3 separate regions of the Pan troglodytes genome follow, and all the other regions are linked to region 1. A link is a contact called in public Hi-C data. All regions are on one chromosome and are shown on one strand. The core of a region is the stretch at or near the end of the contact, and the rest is flanking DNA. Distances in the headings are between cores, read along the strand shown.

Region 1 (3,441 bases), core at 651-3,150:
GTTCAAGCGATTCTCCTGCCTCAGCCTCCCGAGTAGCTGGGATTACAGGGGCCCGCCACCACACGCCCGGCTAATTTTTGTGTTTTTAGTGGAGACGGGGTTTCACCATGTTGGCCAGGCTGGTCTTGAACTCCTGACCTCAAGTGATCCGCCCGCCTCAGCCTCCCAAAATGTGAGGATTACAGGTGTGAGCCACCGCGCCCGGCCCATAGCTTTGTTTTTAAGCAGCTCTCACCAGCGTTCACACCTGAAAATTTGAAAACAACTGAACGTGCACAAGTAAAACATGTTTCCTGGAGAAAATCTGCAAAATACAATAAAGCATAAAGGAGAAAATTTAAACACCATCCCATCATCCAGAGACAACTGGTGTTAATATTTCAGAGAGTAAATGGGCTTAAAAAACTTTTTTCCCCTTCTCACTTTTTCATTTTGGTAGAAAAATAATTAAGCCAGTCTGCTTTGCTTCAATGTATGGTTCCTTTTCGTTTCTAAAAACAGGCTTTAAAAACACGTTTACCATTTCCTCTCGGCTCCTTACGTTTTAATTGTAACGACAGAACCACGGGTTAAGTCACGCTTAAGAACCACGGGTTAGTCACGCTTCTAACTACTTCACGTGTTCTTATTTAATCCCCCTAACAGTCATGTGGGTTAAATTAGCAGCTCGTTTGCTGATGAGGAAGCTAAGGCATGTCATACCGTAAGTGGCAGACACAAAATAAGGAACCAGGCAGCATGGTTTCAGAGCCTATGCTTTGGTTACTCCATTTGACCTCTTCAAATTTACTCCTCTCCTTGGCCTCATGTGTTAGTATTTACAGAGCTCACTGCAGGTTTCCACATGCCAAAGAGCACAGTTAATTACACATCTTTCCTTACTTAATTACTTATTGGGCTGTGGCTGATAGCGAGTCAGAAGTGTTACTATCTAATCTGAACTCCGTGATCTTGGATGAATGACTGAACTTGCTGTATTTAAGGGCTCGTGTAATCTTACCTGTGAAATGGGCTAGTGGTTTAACCTTCAAGTTCTGCTTCTGGGTTTTATACTGCTGTCCATTTCCTGCCGCCCCTTTGACAGCCTCAGGTTCCCAGCAGCTTGGGAATCACCTCTCATTAAGGCTGCACCCTGAGACAGACAGGCTGAAATGGAGGTTGGAAACTCAGTGCGCCCGCGGCCCCTTCTGCAGCCAGGACTGCACTTGGGTGCCAGGAGAAGGGAGGCTGCAAGGGCTGGGGTCCAGCCCCTGCTCGGGCGGCCGAGGGCTCCGCGGCGTTTTCAGCTCCTCCGACCTCCCGGCTAGAGGAACTGTCGGGGGCCAGCCACGGCGGTGCCTTGGTTTCACCTGGCTCCGCTGCGTTTTCTATGCCGCCCGCCTGACCTGAGGAGTGAGCTCCGCCAGCTCCGTTGGCAAGGCTGGGTTCCTCCGCGGGTGGGGCTCTCCTCCGACGCCAAGCCGCCCAAACCTCCCGAGCGCAGGTGCCCTCTGGCCGGGAAGTACTTCACCATTTACTAGCCTTCATCTCAACCACAACAGTCCCGCCCCGCCTCTACCGGGGATGAGGGAAGGCGTAACCTCCGCCGGGGACCAGGCCGACCTACCTAAACCGATCACTACATGGGAGGAGTCGGACGCCGGCCGTCCCACCACCCAGCCGGGAGCCCATTGATTGGTCGCACTCCCTACTGGTTCACGCCTCAGAGACTCGGCTCACTTACCGCTGGCACCGCAGTGGCGCCCGAACGCGCCGCCTCCCGATTGACTGCTAGCGCTCTCGGCTTGTCTCGCGCACTCTAGCTGAGCCAATGGAGTTACTCGTAGTCGAGAGGCCGGCATCACTGGAGTGGTGGCGCAGCTGTTTCCTCCGGTAGGTGTGGGGCTGCCATCTTGTGTGTGGCTGGGACTGGGCTTCTTGGGGGTTGAAAACTTACATGGCCGTAGTGGAGGGGTCCGGAGAGAACATTGGGGTAAAGGAGAGGCTTAAGGGAGGAGACCCAGCGCCTTCCCACTTGCGGAAAGGATGGGTTTCCTGGGCCTGAGTCTCATCCCTGGCTAGAGAGAGCGAGGAATGGTGGTGGTGGTGGTGGTGATGGTTGTGGTAGTGGTAATAGTAGGGATCCCAGGTTTTGGTTTGTTGATCATTGTGGGGGCTGGGCGGGGTCTTTGATGCCTTAACATTGGTTCCGGGGAGCTCTTTTAGTAATCTTTGTCTCGCAAAGATTCTGACCATGAACCCCCTTTGACAAAGGAGGCTAGCTGATGAACTGCCTGATTGAGAAAGGAGCAAAGCTAGTAGTGGAAGGGGAGTGCCTCTCTACTATCCTCAGGTTCAGAAGAGACCTCCTCTTCCGTCCTTTTCGAGGGAGCGGCTGCTAAACAGTTTGCTCTTCGCGGGGGTTACTTTACTAAGGCCATCCTTTGGTAATAGTGGGCGTCAAGTTCTGCGTTTGGGCAAAATTGTACATTAGCGGGCAGCCAAGCATTCCTGCAGCTGTCTTTTTTTTTTTTCTTTATTTTAAGCTAGAAAGTGGTGGTCTTGCAGAAACGGGGCGTGAAGGAAGAATTTTGTCAAATCTTGATTTCCCCGATAATGATATGTTGAAGATTATAAATCTCTGGGTCTGCCATGACATGCTTGGTCACTTCATGGAGCAGGAGGAGGCTTTGTTAGGGAAAGCACCTTAATTTCTGAGCTCTTTTTGGGGTAGGAGGAAGAAGACAGGACTTAACCTTGTTTCCCTCCTCCTTTTTTTTTTTTTTTTTTAGCATTGTTGTGGATGGCATTGCATTGTCTTTCATTTGAGGGGAAAATGTATTGGATCTGAAGACCAAGCTGATGAAAGGCTAATATTTTGTGGTAGATTTTAGCAGTTTGACTTGCATGAAAAGAAAGCCGATGTATTATTGCCTTCAGCTTAGATTTCAGTTATTCAAGATTAACTGATGAACAACCTAATCAACAATACATGATAAAGACATCTCGCATCAGGAATACCAAAAAACAAAACAAACAGCAAAATAATTGATGTTTGTTTGTTTTTTTTGAGGTGGAGTCTCTTGTCGCCTATGCTGGAGTGCAATGGTGCAATCTCGGCTCACTGCAACTCTGCCTCCCTGGTTCAAGCGATTCTCCTGCCTCAGCCTCCTGAGTAGCTGGGACTACAGACACCGGCCACCACGCCCAGCTAATTTTTGTATTTTTAGTAGAGATGGGGTTTCACCATGTTGGCCAGGCTGGTCTTGAACTCCTGACTTTAGATGATCTGCCCACCTCCACCTCCCAAAGTGCTGGGATTACAGGTGTGAGCCACCGCACTGGGCCTAATTGATGAATTTGAAATTAATTTTGGGCAGGGATCCATGGCTTAATGTCTGTAAATCCCAGTGCTTTAGGAGTCTAAGGAGGGAGGATTCCTTAAGGCCAGGGGTTCGAGAC
Region 2 (3,323 bases), core at 94-2,593, 140 kb before region 1:
AGTGAGGGCTCAGGACATATTTGATTACTCACACCCCATGCCCTCGTTTTTCTCTCAGACATGTTTACACAAGTTCTTTTGATCGGGTTGCAACCAAAAGAAACTGATTTTAATTTCTTTGAGCAAAACAGGCCTCTTCTAGTAAATTCACTCAACTGCCACTACTTTGGGCAAGCCACTTCATTCAGTGAGTATTAAGGGTCTATCACATGCCAGGCGCTGTTCTAAACCCAGAAGAATCCTGTTTCAAAGAGTTTATAATCTAAGGGAGAAGACAGCAATAGACAATTCACCTTTTACAGCAAATGCGCAGTCTATTTCTGGGCAGTGTGAGGTGTATCAGAATATATATAGTATTCTGGAAATCAGGGAAGTTGCAGCTGACACTGTCTCGATGAACTTCAATTGCTAAAAAATCAGGGAAGAGGATGCTGGGAAGACAAGAGTAGGCGGTATTTGACCTGGATTTTGAAAGATGAGTAGGAAACTGATGTGTACTTTGGAGGCTGTTGAAGAAAACCAGAGCCAAACAGTAGTTGAAGTGGTAAAAACATTTTATTCAGGAACTAGTGCAACAGGAGCGAGACCTCAGAATAGATACAGAACTAAGCTCAATTCTCTTATTGCATTAGTTTCTTAATACCTTTTTTTTTTTTTAATCATTGGCCCTGGTTTTCTTTAAGTGGGGGAGGTGGTGATTCAGGACATTTCAGATACAGACAAAAGAATGAACAAAGCAAAAAGGAGTAAAGAAACTTAGAGAAAAAGTAAATAATCCAAAGAAAGTTGAGTAGTCAAGGAAAACAAATTATTTGTAGCCAGAGCCTCGAGTAATGTTGGGGAAGTGGCAAGAGATGAGGGACGGTAGGACTTTTTTAATAATTCAAGTTACCAAAAGTGAAGTTATCTGGTGATATTTAGAAAATGAAATGTTTTTCTGTTTATTCCTAGGAGCTCAAATGGGAAAGGTAAGTGAACAAGTGGCTGGAATGCTATGCCAACAAGTTTGGATTTTATCCTGCAGCGCCAACTGGGAGTTCTCCGAGAGCTGTATGGTATTTTACAAAGGGACTGTAGTCTTTATAGGTGATAGGCTGGAGCACCTCGTAGCAGTCCCTCTCCTGGCCTCAGTTTACTCGCTGGTAACACGAATCCGGTTGGACCAGATGCCCTCTTAGGTCCGGTCTAACCTCTATGGCATGCTTCCGAGGTACCTCTGCCTCTTTCCAATACCAGGACCTGTGCCTCATCTCGTCCTTCCTTCATACCTTTGTCCAGCTGCCACCTTCCCTAGTCCCTGGCCTGCCTCAGGTACTTTCAATCAGGAAGTGAGGGGCGGGGAGGGAGGGAGGCGCGTCTCCAGTAAAAACAAACTAGTCCCAGCTCCGCTGCCTTTCCTCCCAGGCAGCACCACCTGGGTGGTGCCCCGGGGCCAGACGCGCTCTAGAGTGGGCAGGGAGCCAAGTTTCTCGGTCGCTTTTCCGTCCTAGGTCTCTGCGGTAGTAGGCCGACCCTCCCCACAGCCAAGCCATCTCGGGGAGCAGAGCAGGAGCCCGTGCCTCGCGCGTTCCTGGTTCCTCAGACACAAAAGCCTGTAAGTCCCGGCAGCAGCCACCGGATTTCATGGGGACATTCCAGTGGCAGGGCCTCGGGGCGGGCCTCAGACGGCCAATAGGCTTCTAAAGAAGTCGGGTTCTAGGGCCCGAAGAGCAGGGTTTCGGCCGGGGCCGGGGCCGGGGCGGTGCGGGATGCTCGGCTGGGTAGCGTCCCGGGCGCGCGCTGCACCGGGTCACGTGAGGCGGCCGGGGCCACGTGACCCGGCGGGCCCGGCGCTCTGGCGCTCCTCTTCTTCGCTGCCTGTGGGCACCGCCGCTCGCTCGCACTTCTGCGCCCATCGGAGCTTCGGAGATCCCTGCGGTCCCGCGGGACGGCGCGGCAGCAGCTAACCTCGCAGGTAGCGTGTGGGCGCGGGGTCGAGCTCGCGGAGGCCTCTTCCCCCTCGGCCCTGCCCCTGCTTCCCTTCCCCGCAGGCCGGGCCGGGTGTGCCCAGTTACTCCTGTACCTCCCGCCTCCCTCGCTCGGGCTCCCGGGCAGTCCCTGCGGGCGCTGCGTCCGGGGCGAGGGATGGGGTCCCCGGCCCGGCCCCGCCAGCACCTCAGCTAATGTGCTCTCCTGCGAGGAGGAGGGAAGGATGGGGAGAGGCGAGGGAAAGTTTTCCCTGCCTCCCTCTCTTTTTTGAGGTGCACGGACTCGATTTTGCTCGTAGCTGAAGTCTGACTGCTGTGGGTGCCGTTTTACTGAGAGATCTCCCCTCCGACTCTTCCTGCTCTCTCTCCTTTCCAAGATCTTAGCATCTCTCCTTCGTCTCCTGAGAGTAGTGCTGTCACAAACCGTATTCTTTATCGTTTCCCTTTCCGACACAGAATCCACAAAGGCAGGGATTTTGTTAGTGAGGACCTTTATCCAGGCGTGCGGTGAACTCTAAATAAGTGACGTTTCCCTTGTCTGCCTCTGATAAAGTACCTACCTGCTCGGTTTAAGATGACTATCGAGCACGCTGTGTTCTGCTCGCATAAGTGGCCTTTTGTTTTTATTTATTTGCATGTAAGACACTTTCAAGCCATCTGCGGAACTCTGCAGCTGGGGATTACAATTTTATAAAGCAGTCTTGTAATAATGCTTTTAGAAAACCAGATTCATGATCCTCCTTGCTTTTGCCCTATTCTTTTTTTGGGAGGACTAAAAGCCCTTAGAGGACAAAAACTGAGTTTCTGAAACTGGTGTGTATTGTGGGCTAATAACATTAAAACATCAAAGTATATAATGCCGGAAGGAATGGAAAAATGATTGAATCCTGAGGGCAGTTTATAGGTGCTTTAAACTTTAGAGTACTCATTTCAAGTGAGCACTGGGTGAATTTCACCCGTTTAAACTGCTTTCAGGGTCGAGGATGTAACTGTATATTTGGATTCTATTAATATAACAGTTCATCTGTGGGATGGACTTTAATCCATTTAATCCATTGTGTGAATATCAGTCTATTTATTAATACTCTAGACGGGTCCTTTTTCTTCTACCCGCTAGTCTGTTTCTCTTGAAGAGGAAGCATATTCATCTTTAAAGAGAATTTTTGCAAGTGATTTTTTTAAGTGTGTGATCCAAATGATAAAGTTCTGTGAACTTCAGAAAACAAGTAGCCATAAAAACCCAAAGCTGTCAAGCTTGTAGCTTTTAAAAAATTATTTGAAAATTTTAAAGCGTGCCCGTATGCTGCAGCAAGAACTTGGCTCCACCTAATACACGGGAGCTGGGAAGTCTGAAAC
Region 3 (3,218 bases), core at 114-2,613, 160 kb before region 1:
TTTTAATTGCTTTCTACAGTGAAATCAGGTGAGTTATAGTTGACATTTTACATGTAATAGATATTTCAGAGTTTGCAGTGGTAGAAAAAGAAAGAAGTAGTAACAGGACCAAAGAAAAAAAGGAACATTTAATAACTGTATCAGAATATGAGTACTGCTGCCTCCACCCACCAATCATTAGAAGCAAGTGTTAGAAGCAGCAGCTATACCAAGGCCAGGCACAGTGGCTTATGCCTGTAATCCCAGCTCTTTGGGAGGCTGAGGTGGGCAGATCTCTTGAGGCCAAGAGTTCAACACCAACCTGGCCAACATGGTAAAACCCCTCTATTAAAAATACAAAATTAGCCAGGCATGGTGGCACACACCTGTAATCTCAGCTACTCGGGAGGGTGAGGCAGGAGAATTGCTTGAACCTGGGAGGTGGTCAGGAGGCTGAGGTGGGAGAATTGCTTGAACCCAGGAGGTGGAGGTTGCAGTGAGCTGAGATTGCACCACTGCACTCCTGGCTGGGCAACAGAGTGAGACTTCGTCTTAAAAAATAAATGAATAAATACATAAAAATAGACGCAGCAGCAATACCAGACTTCCTCTTAGCCACCTGCTAGACCTATAGTCTTGCAAACAACTTCCGATGTCATTCCTGTCTTGATAAATGTAGAGAGAGTTCTGGGAAACGTCAGCCTGGCATGCTAGAACATAGTGAGCTTATACGGTGTTAAAACTCTAGGAAACTGTTAAGTTCTGACTCTCCTTCCATGAGGGTTTTTCATCCATTTTTGGCAGTCCTTCACACTACCTGTTTCCATTCCAAGGAATTCTGCCTCTTATTTTTTTATTTTTTATAGCGACAAGGTCTCACCCTGTTGCCCAGGCTGGTCTCAAATTCCTGGGCTCAAGCAATCCTCCCACCTCACCTTCCCAAAGCACTGTGATTACAGGCATGACCCACCACACCTGGCCGGAATTCTGCCTTCTAATCTGGTTCATTGACCAACTTTTGAGTGAACTGAGATAAATCCTACAAATTGCTGAGTTTGTTTCCATGTTTGTGATGCACTGAAGTAGTCCTCTTGTGAATGTGCCTGGATCATATTATAAATGTTGTGGTCACTCCTGTAGCCAGTTTGGAAATATTGCAATAATTTCAGAATTGAAGAAATGTATCTTGAAATTAAAAACTACTTAAACTTATAGAATACACCTGGGTATTAATTTCTTATTAGACAGCATTAAATCTAGATTGGTTAGTAAGTGAACCAGAGGCAACAAAGTAAATGAGAATGAACCTTTAACTGATGCTAGGTTTGGGCCCGTGCCACATGGTGGCAGGCTTGCTCTGTGAAGTACTTCCTCTTCAGGACCAACAAACAATAGTGTTCCTAAACGCCATAAAGCTTTCCTCCAAGCCGTGACTCAGGGACCAAGGCTCCTTTCATTCTGTGGCCCCGCCATCTTCAACAAGCGGTTTCCAGGGTCTTTGCAGAAGGAGAAAGAACAAGAAGGACCACCGTGGGAGATCTGTGTGTGATCCCAGGAAAACAAACTTCATCAAGAAACAAGTTTCTGCTTTTCTTTTCTTTTCTTTTCTTTTTTTTTGACAGAGTCTCTGTAGCCCAGGCTGGAGTGCAGTGGTGCGATATCGGCTCACTACAACCTCCATCTCCTGGGCTCAAGCAATTCTCGTGCCTCAGCCTCCCGAGCAGCTGGGATTACAGGCATGCACCACCAAACCCAGCTAATTTTTGTATTTTAACTAGAGATGGGTTTTCGCCATGTTAGCCAGGCTGGTCTCGAACTCCTGACTTCAGGCGATCTGCCCTCCTCAGCCTCCCAAAATGCTGGGATTACAGGTGTGAGCCACTGCGCCCTTCAAGAAACAAGTTTTAATGCTAGTATTTAACTACATTAAATCACATTAAACTACATGGTTTAGGAAATTAATTTTTAGAAAGAATAACATAAGTTATTAAGTTGTGAAGATTGTATTTTCTTTTTTTTTATTTTTATTTTTGAGACAGAGTCTTGCTCTGTCCCCCAGGCTGGAGTGCAGTGGTGTGATCTCGGCTCACTGAAGCCTCTACCTCCTGGTTTCAAGTGATTTTCCTGTCTCAGCCTCCCGAGTAGCTGGTATTACAGGAGCCCACCACCACGCCTGGCTAATTTTTTTTTTTTGAGACGGAGTTTCACTCTTGTTGCCCAGGCTGGAGTGCAATGGCATGATCTTGGCTCACTGCAACCTCCGCCTCCCAGGTTCAAGTGATTCTCCTGCCTCAGCCTCCCAAGTAGCCGGGATTACAGGCATGTGCCACCACACCTGGCTAATTTTTTTTTTGTATTTTTAGTAGAGACGGGGTTTCTCCATGTTGGCCAGGCCGGTCTTGAACTCCTGACCTCAGGTGATCCACCTGCCTTGACCTTCCAAAGTGCTGGGATTACAGGTGTGAGCCACCGTGCCTGGCCTAATTTTTGTATTTTTAGTAGAGACGGGGTTTCACCATATTGGCCAGGCTGGTCTTGAACTCCTGACCTCAAGTGGTCCGCCCACCTCGGCCTCTCAAAGTGCTGGGATTACAGGCCCACTGCGCTCGGCCAAGATTGCGTTCTCTTTAAAAAATGTTACTTTACATCATATGGTACATAGGCAGCAATGATTTAACCTTCAGTAGAACATTCCGCCTCTAAATCTCAGTATCATCTTCTCCAAAATGATGGGTTTGTATTTACTTAAAGTTCCATAATTATCATACCCCTCTTACAACTAAAAAAGGCTTAAATATTCTTCTTCAGTAAAAGGAATATCAGTCATGTTACAGTAGCTTTTTAAAGAATATGGTTTCTGGAGTTGGACTGCCTAGGTTTGAGTTTGAGTTCTGCCATTTATTAACTGTGAGGTATTAGGTATGGTACTCAGCCTATCAAAATTTCAGTTTCTTTCCAGGCATGGTGGCTCACACCTGTAATCTCAGCACTTTGGGAGACCCAGGTGGGCAGATGGTTTGAGCTTAGGAGTTAGAGACCAGCCTATGCAACATGGTGAAACTCCGTCTTTACAAAAAATAAAAAAATTAGCTAGGCACAGTGGCATGCACTTATAGTCCTAGCTACCAGGGAAGCTGAGATAGGAGGATTGCTGAAGCCTGGGAGGTCAAGGCTGCAGTGAGCCATGAGCAAGACCCTGTCTCAAAAAAAAGAAAAAACAAACAAAAAAAAATGCAAAA

What was found. A called contact is a pair of places that touch in the nucleus more often than the background predicts.
Region 2: a Hi-C map of stem cell-derived neural progenitor cells shows a contact between it and region 1, with 2.1 times the contacts expected there. The contact joins the promoter of RCBTB1 here to the promoter of SETDB2 in region 1. A contact is called at or near these places in 1 of 7 Hi-C or Micro-C datasets (stem cell-derived neural progenitor cells) and 1 of 1 datasets of contacts at active chromatin or transcription factors (stem cell-derived excitatory neurons).
Region 3: a Hi-C map of stem cell-derived neural progenitor cells shows a contact between it and region 1, with 4 times the contacts expected there. The contact joins the enhancer-like site here to the promoter of SETDB2 in region 1. A contact is called at or near these places in 1 of 7 Hi-C or Micro-C datasets (stem cell-derived neural progenitor cells) and 1 of 1 datasets of contacts at active chromatin or transcription factors (stem cell-derived excitatory neurons).

Annotation. Positions count from the first base shown.
Region 1 is chr14:55,037,795-55,041,235 of NHGRI_mPanTro3-v2.0_pri, reverse strand. It overlaps SETDB2 (SET domain bifurcated histone lysine methyltransferase 2), which reads right to left and starts at 1,900. Exons shown (of 15, transcript XM_054664944.2): 1 at 1,724-1,900. It overlaps CAB39L (calcium binding protein 39 like), which reads left to right and starts at 1,736. Exons shown (of 11, transcript XM_001154198.5): 1 at 1,736-1,872.
Region 2 is chr14:55,180,665-55,183,987 of NHGRI_mPanTro3-v2.0_pri, reverse strand. It overlaps RCBTB1 (RCC1 and BTB domain containing protein 1), which reads left to right and starts at 1,343. Exons shown (of 13, transcript XM_063792549.1): 1 at 1,343-1,594.
Region 3 is chr14:55,199,531-55,202,748 of NHGRI_mPanTro3-v2.0_pri, reverse strand. No RefSeq gene overlaps it. Among named protein-coding and RNA genes, the nearest start is that of RCBTB1, 18 kb to the right of the region's middle. Within about 2 kb of position 1,363, at least 3 of the 24 cell types and tissues checked have an H3K27ac peak or open chromatin away from gene starts, as enhancers often do. A contact at or near this core is called in stem cell-derived neural progenitor cells, where this site is marked.